Linked DNA regions of Mus musculus: region 2 is linked to region 1. Evidence: chromatin contacts called from public promoter capture Hi-C data. All regions are on one chromosome and are shown on one strand. Each heading gives the region's core, a stretch centred on a gene start, on an enhancer-like site or on the middle of the called end of the contact. The rest is flanking DNA. Distances are from core to core; before and after follow the strand shown. Region 1 holds the start of Fkbp6 (FK506 binding protein 6). Region 2 overlaps Hip1 (huntingtin interacting protein 1).

Evidence for each region. Promoter capture Hi-C pulls out the DNA fragments that hold promoters and counts their contacts.
Region 2: a contact with region 1 is called in a promoter capture Hi-C map of embryonic stem cells, with 2.6 times the contacts expected there. The contact joins the enhancer-like site here to the promoter of Fkbp6 in region 1. A contact is called at or near these places in 3 of 39 promoter capture datasets (the C10 cell line, the HPC-7 cell line and embryonic stem cells), 5 of 484 Hi-C or Micro-C datasets (the Ba/F3 cell line, Sertoli cells, bone marrow-derived macrophages and 2 more), 4 of 115 datasets of contacts at active chromatin or transcription factors (the 230-238 cell line, embryonic stem cells, extraembryonic endoderm stem cells and 1 more) and 3 of 9 other capture datasets (adipose tissue, liver and pancreatic islet).

What each region holds. Positions count from the first base shown.
Region 1 is chr5:135,348,332-135,351,420 of GRCm38.p6, reverse strand. Fkbp6 (FK506 binding protein 6) reads left to right here and starts at 1,377. Exons shown (of 8, transcript NM_001277891.1): 1 at 1,377-1,486; 2 at 1,686-1,803. The coding sequence starts at 1,430.
Region 2 is chr5:135,492,664-135,495,856 of GRCm38.p6, reverse strand. The region is part of intron 1 of Hip1 (huntingtin interacting protein 1); the gene reads left to right. Among named protein-coding and RNA genes, the nearest start is that of Gm52790, 42 kb to the left of the region's middle. Within about 2 kb of position 1,381, at least 28 of the 459 cell types and tissues checked have an H3K27ac peak or open chromatin away from gene starts, as enhancers often do. A contact at or near this core is called in bone marrow-derived macrophages, cardiomyocytes, embryonic stem cells and 2 more, where this site is marked.

The DNA of each region.
Region 1 (3,089 bases), core at 128-2,627:
ACCGGAGGCCAGAAGTCAAGTTCATTCTCAGGCTATGTAGCACACCCAAGGCCATCCTGGACCTCATGAGACTATCTCAAAAGCAAAACAAAACAAAAAAATCTAGTTGTAGAGAATTTGCAGAGTCAGTCCTTTGCCTCCTGCCAGAACAGGCTCTGCAATCAACACAGTTACCGTTCTGGTTCGTATCCTCCTACCAGCTGCCCGTATGTATGTATGTATGTATGTATGTATGTATGTATTTTAACATTTATTGTGTGTGCTTGCAGGTGCAGGCCACCTTATGCATGAGAAACCAGGGGATAAAACTTGCAATAGTCAGTTCTCCCCTTCCACCTGTAGGTCTTGGCTGTCAAGGTTGGTGGCAGACACCTTACCCACTTGGCTATCTTGATTGCCATTGTTTGTTTCTTGCCTTGCTGGGAGATAGAACCAGGGTCTTGAGCATGCTACAAAAGCGCTCTACTCCTGAATTATCTCCCTATCTTATGGGGTCTGTTTGTGAATTTGATGTGAACAGTACTCTTTGACTCTTTCTGTCAATGTTACTAAAATATGAACTTTTAACATGTGAAATCTTGGAGCCAGCTGTGGTAGCAAACATCTTGATTCCCAGCACTTGGGAGACAGAGGCAGGTGGATCTCTGTGACTTCTCCAGGCCAGCGTATTCTGCCTAGCTAGTTCCTGGCCCACAAGACTACATAGTGAGATCCTCTTTGTGAGAGAGAGAGAGAGAGAGAGAGAGAGAGAGAGAGAGAGAGAAAGAAGAAAGAAAGAAAGAAAGAAAGAAAGAAAGAAAGAAAGAAAGAAAGAAGTAAAGTAAGGAGGGAGGGAAGGAGGGAGGAAGGAAGAAAGAAAGAGAAAGAAAGAAAAGAAAAAGGAAGGAAGGAAGGAAAGGTGAACTCTCGGGTTGGAGACATAGCTCATCAGCAGAAAGCTTGCCTGGACTCCTCGGTAAAGCAACTGGATGCCTAGTTCGGAGGAGGGCCACGTACTTGTATCCTCCTGGGGCTGTGACTCAGTCGTAGATCGCTTGCCTAATAATGACCACTTTTATCGCCAGGCCACATACAAATAAGCTATTGAGCATCTAAGACAACCGCGAGGCAAAAAGCATGCGTTGGTTTCAGTCACTAATTTTGTAGCAATGTGTTTTGCTTTTGTGACAGAACGCCAAGCATAACATTGAGACCAAAGGAAAGGCTTTTTTTGTGCCGCATAAAATGCTTTGTCCGAAGCCCTCCCAGGGCTCCATCCTGCTTTGCGCCTGCCATCACGTGTGCAGCGCGTGCTGGGAGACCCTCAGCGCATGCTCGCATGCTCGCTGCGTCTATCGATCACGTGCCGTTTCTCTCGTGCACAGCCCGCGTGGTGCCTGACTTCCGGGGTCGTTTCCGGCAAGGCCTTTGGAGACAGTTGTGCGGCAAGATGAGCGTCTTCTCGCGCCTCAGGAACGGAATCCCACCGTCGCGAGACGACTGCCAGGTACGGAGCGGGGTTCGGGAGCCTGGGAGCACGAGCTGGGGAGCACCTGGAGCGCGGCCATGGGTGGCAGCACCCGAGACCCGGGAGCCCTGGAAGGGGCTGGCATCCTAGGCCAGGTGAGGGCGGGACCATGGCGCTGGCCTGAGGCGATGAGGCAAGCGGCTTCCACCTCTGAGGCCTGTGGCTTTCTCTCCACCAGTCTCCCTATGAGCGACTAAGTCAACGCATGTTGGACATCTCCGGGGACCGAGGTGTGCTGAAGGACATCATCCGAGAGGGCACTGGCGATACCGTGACACCTGACGCTTCTGTGCTGGGTATGGAGGCCGCTGCTGGCTGCTCTTTTGTCCTTGGGTTAAGTTTGTTTTTGTTTTTTTTGTTTTGTTTTGTTTTGTTTTGTTTTTTAAGACAGGGTCTCATGCAACCCAGACTGGCCTCTTAACTGCCGCTCTAGCTGAGGTTGACCCTGAACTTCTGATCTTCCTGTTTCTGCCTTTCAAGTCCTGGGCTAATGGTTGGCCACCACTACGTTTTATAGTGTGCTAGGGACAGAGCCCTGGGAATGTACACCAACCCTCTTGGCAGGGTCAAGGTGTTGTTTCCAGGTACCAGGGATTGAACCTGGAACCTGAGTACCTTCAGTGAGTGATTGCATATTTACAAAATACGGCGTTTTATGGGACTGGCTGTGTTTCCCCTGAACAAAGAGGGTTTGGTTTTGAGAAGCAATCTCATGTCTGCAGGCCTCAGACCGTATGTAACCAAAGATGACTTAGAACTTTTGTGTCACCTCCCAAATGCTTAGACTACTCGTGTCTGCTAACATGCCTGGTTCTGAGGTGCTGGGGATGGAACCCTGGGCCTTCTACATGCTACTCAGACATTCTACCAACTGGGCCACATCCTCTGCCTGTTTTGTTGTTGTTTATCTGGTTTTGTTTGTGGTTTTGATTTTCTTGTTTGTTTTGTTTTGGGGGTGGAGTGGTGGGGTTGTTGTTGTTTTGTTGTTGTTGTTTGTTTTTCAAGACTGGTTTCTCTGTGAAACTCCCTTTGAAGACCAGGCTGGCCTCGAATTCACAGAGAGCTGCCTGCTTTACCTCCCAAATTGCTGGCATATGCCTTTGTTTTAATTTTTTCTTTAAAGATTTGTTTGTTTGTTTGTTTGTTTGTTTATTACATCTAAGTACACTGTAGCTGTCTTCAGGCACACCAGAAGAGGGCATCAGATCTCATTACAGATGGTTGTGAGCCACCATGTGGTTGCTGGGAATTGAGCTCAGGACCTCTGGAAGAGCAGTCAGTGCTCTTTAACTGCTGAGCCATCTCTCCAGTCCTGTTTTAATTTTTTGTTTGTTTTTGAGATACGGTTCACTGTGTAGCCCTAGGTAGCCTGCAACTCTGTATGTAGTAGACCAGGTCAGGCTCTCCTCAAACCTCAGAGATCCACCTGCCTCTGCCTCCGTAGTGCTGTGCATCACCAAGTCTAGCCTTTTTTTTTTTTTTTTTTTTAAGACAGGGTCTCCCTGTATCTCAAGCCAGTCTCAAATTGACCCTCTTCCTGCCTTAGCTTCTTTAGAGCTGGGGTGACAAGTGGCTGCCATTT
Region 2 (3,193 bases), core at 132-2,631, 140 kb before region 1:
GGCACCTGTAGTTCCAGCACCCAGGAAGGAGAGACGGGCTTATCTCTGAGTTTGAAGGGGGACAGCCCAGGGCGACACAGAGAAATCTTGTTTCAACAAACAACAAAGACTTATTGTATGATTTTATTTGTGTGTGTCTGTGCTGTGCATGTGTGTGCAGAGTGCGCAGGTGTTCACAGAGGCCAGAAGGAGGCGCAAATTCCCCGGAGCTGGAGTTAGTGGTATTTGTGAGCCATCTGTTGTAGATGCTACACACTCCAAACCCTGGCCCTCTGACACAGCAGCGGTGAATGCCCTTAACCGCTGAGCTGTCTCTCTGCTCTTCTGTTACCCCTTCCTTCATATCACCTTCTCTTCCATCTTTCCTAATGTTTCTATTTATTTAATTATTCTTGTGTGTGCACATATCTGCCGTGGCACACACATGAAGGTCAGAGGACAACGATGTGGAGTCTGTTCTCTCCATTTTGCCTTCACATGGGCTCCAGGGTTCGAACTCAGCTTGCCAAAGCCTCTCCAGGCACGAGCCTTTATCTGATGGGCCATCTCTCCAACCCACGTTGGATGTTTTGAAATGTGTCTCCTGTAGTCCAGGCTAGACTTCAACTCGCTAAGGTAGCCAAAGATGAGCTTGAATGTCTAATCCCCCTGCCTCTGCCTCCTGAGGGCTGTGTTCTGCCATGGTGGGTTGATGTGACACTGGAATGGAGCTCAGAGCTTCATGCGTGCTAGGTAAGGATGCTACCCACTGAGCCACAACCTAGTCCCATCTCTTCACTGCAGATATTAAAGCATAGTATACAAAGTTGAAGAAACTTAAGGTGGGTGTGGCAGTGCACACCTGGGTCCCCAGCACCCTTGAGGCAGGTCAGGAGCTAGAGAGATGGTGGCTCTGTGGTTAAGAGTACTGCCTGCTCTTCCAGAGGACCTGGGTTTGATTCTCAACACCCACACGGAGGAGGCTCACAACCACAAATAAACAGTTGAAAAAAATACAAAAAACAAAACAAAACAAATCCAGGGACCTCTGGCCTATCCCTGCTTATCCCCAGGTTCCATGGTCACTGCTCCTTATATCAGCATGTATCTCCGTAGTCATAACAATGCCTTCTGCCCCAGCCTCCCGGATGCGCGTAGGATTGAACGAGACAATAGACCAAAAGGTATTTTGTAAACACTGCAGCCCTGTAGAGAGAGACTTTATTTTTAAAAACAATAGCGTAACAACTAAGGCTACAAGCCCTTTGACAAGCATTGTTTGATTACTAAGCTTATCACTGGGAATTACTGAAATTGATCACCTTTACAACGCAATGCTCTGTATCAACGCCCTACCCTGGCCTGGCCCCCAAGGCCTGTGGTGTGGAATGTGTAGGGCCAGGCTGCACAAATCTGGTCACCAGTAGGTGTCAGCCTCCACCAGGACACATCCACTGGTCTATATACTTGTCAAAGAATGGCAGCTTTCTCCCTTTTCCATAAAACTTTCTTTTATGTGTGGTACTGAGGCTTTCACACCTGCTAGGAAAGCACTGTCACTGAGCCACGCCCCCAGCCCCTCACTGGAGGATTCTAGGCAGGTGCTCCACCACTGAGCCACGCCCCCAGGCCCTCCCTGGGGGATTCTAGGCAGGGGCTCTACCGCTGAGCCACGCCCCCAGCCCCTTACTGGAGGATTCTAGGCAGGGCTCTACTGCTGAGTCATGCCCCCAGCCCTCTTTATATTTTGTTTGTTTGTTTAGGTTTTTTTGGTTTTTACTTTGAGGTAAGGGTCTCACTTAAATTGCCAAAGATGAGAAGTATGGTAAAGTGGGAGGGGTGAGAGACTGGGAGAAGGTAGACTACAAAGGTGGGAGGGGAGGCCAAAGCATTAAAGGTCTTGATTAAAAAAAAAAAAAGGGGATCTGTTTTTTATTTGAGGTTGGCCGATGAGAAATTATAATTAAATTACTGTAAGAATGATGAGAGAGAGGGGGCTGGAGAGATGGCTCAGCGGTTAAGAGCACTGACTGCTCTTCCGAAGGTCCTGAGTTCAAATCCCAGCAACCACATGGTGGCTCACAACCATCCGTAATGAGATCTGACACTCTCTTCTGGTGTGCCTGAAGACAGCTACAGTGTACTTAATTATAATAATAAATAAATCTTTAAAAAAAAAAAAAAAAGAATGATGAGAGAGGAAGAGACTACAGGCAAATATGTAGATCAGTTGAGAGGGTGTGTTTGTTTTACAATTTTTACTCCATTTATTTATTTACTTATTTATGTGCTTATTCATTTATTGGTGGGGCCCACACATGTCCCACATATGCCACTGTCCTTGTGTGGAGGTCAGAGGGCAGCTTCCAGTAATCAGTTGACTCCTTTTATCATGTGGGTCCCAGGGATCGAACTTAGTTCTTTAGGTAAGTGCCTTTAGGTGCTCAGCAGCCCCCAGAGGCTGTTTTCTGAGACACTTCTGCACAGGCCTCGCCCCTGTAAATGGAGCAAGGTACATTCTTGCCCCTGGCTAGCTGGTCCTCTTTTGTCACAGCTTCAGGGTGAGGTAACTGGAAAGCAGCCCAGCCCAAGGGCAGTTTAGGCAAGCTTCAGTGCTTGCTGGCCTTTGAGCATGTGCATTTCCAGTAATCGCTACAACAAAGCTGACCACAGGCTCAGTAGTTAAAACATCAGAATTCTGGGGCCAATGACAGGGCTCAATGGGTAAGGGTGCTTGCCACCAAACCCAGTGACCTAAGTTCAGATCTCCTGGATCCCACATGGTGGAAAGAATGGATTTTTGCAAACACACACACACACACACACACACACACACACACACACACACACACACGCACACACGCACAGCCTCTCTCTTTCGTAAATGTAATAAAAATAGAAGCAGTACCTTGCCCCCTCATCTTCTTATGGCTCTGGAGCCCAGAACCTGGAAATTTATGTTACTAGGTCACAATCAAAAGTTTTGAATGGAAAAAAATAGAAAGGAAAGGACATGACTTCTGGGTGTGGTGGCGGAGAAAGTTTATTGTAGATACAAGGGAGAGCATAGCCAGAGGCAGGGACACCTTACAGAAATCAGTTGGGAGAGTCCAGTTGGTCATGCCCCTTAGCCATGTGAGGAGGGGAGGGGAGGGGAGGGGAAGATAGGGACAGGAGGGGAGGGGAGCCAGGTTCAGTAACTAGGAGGCTCAAA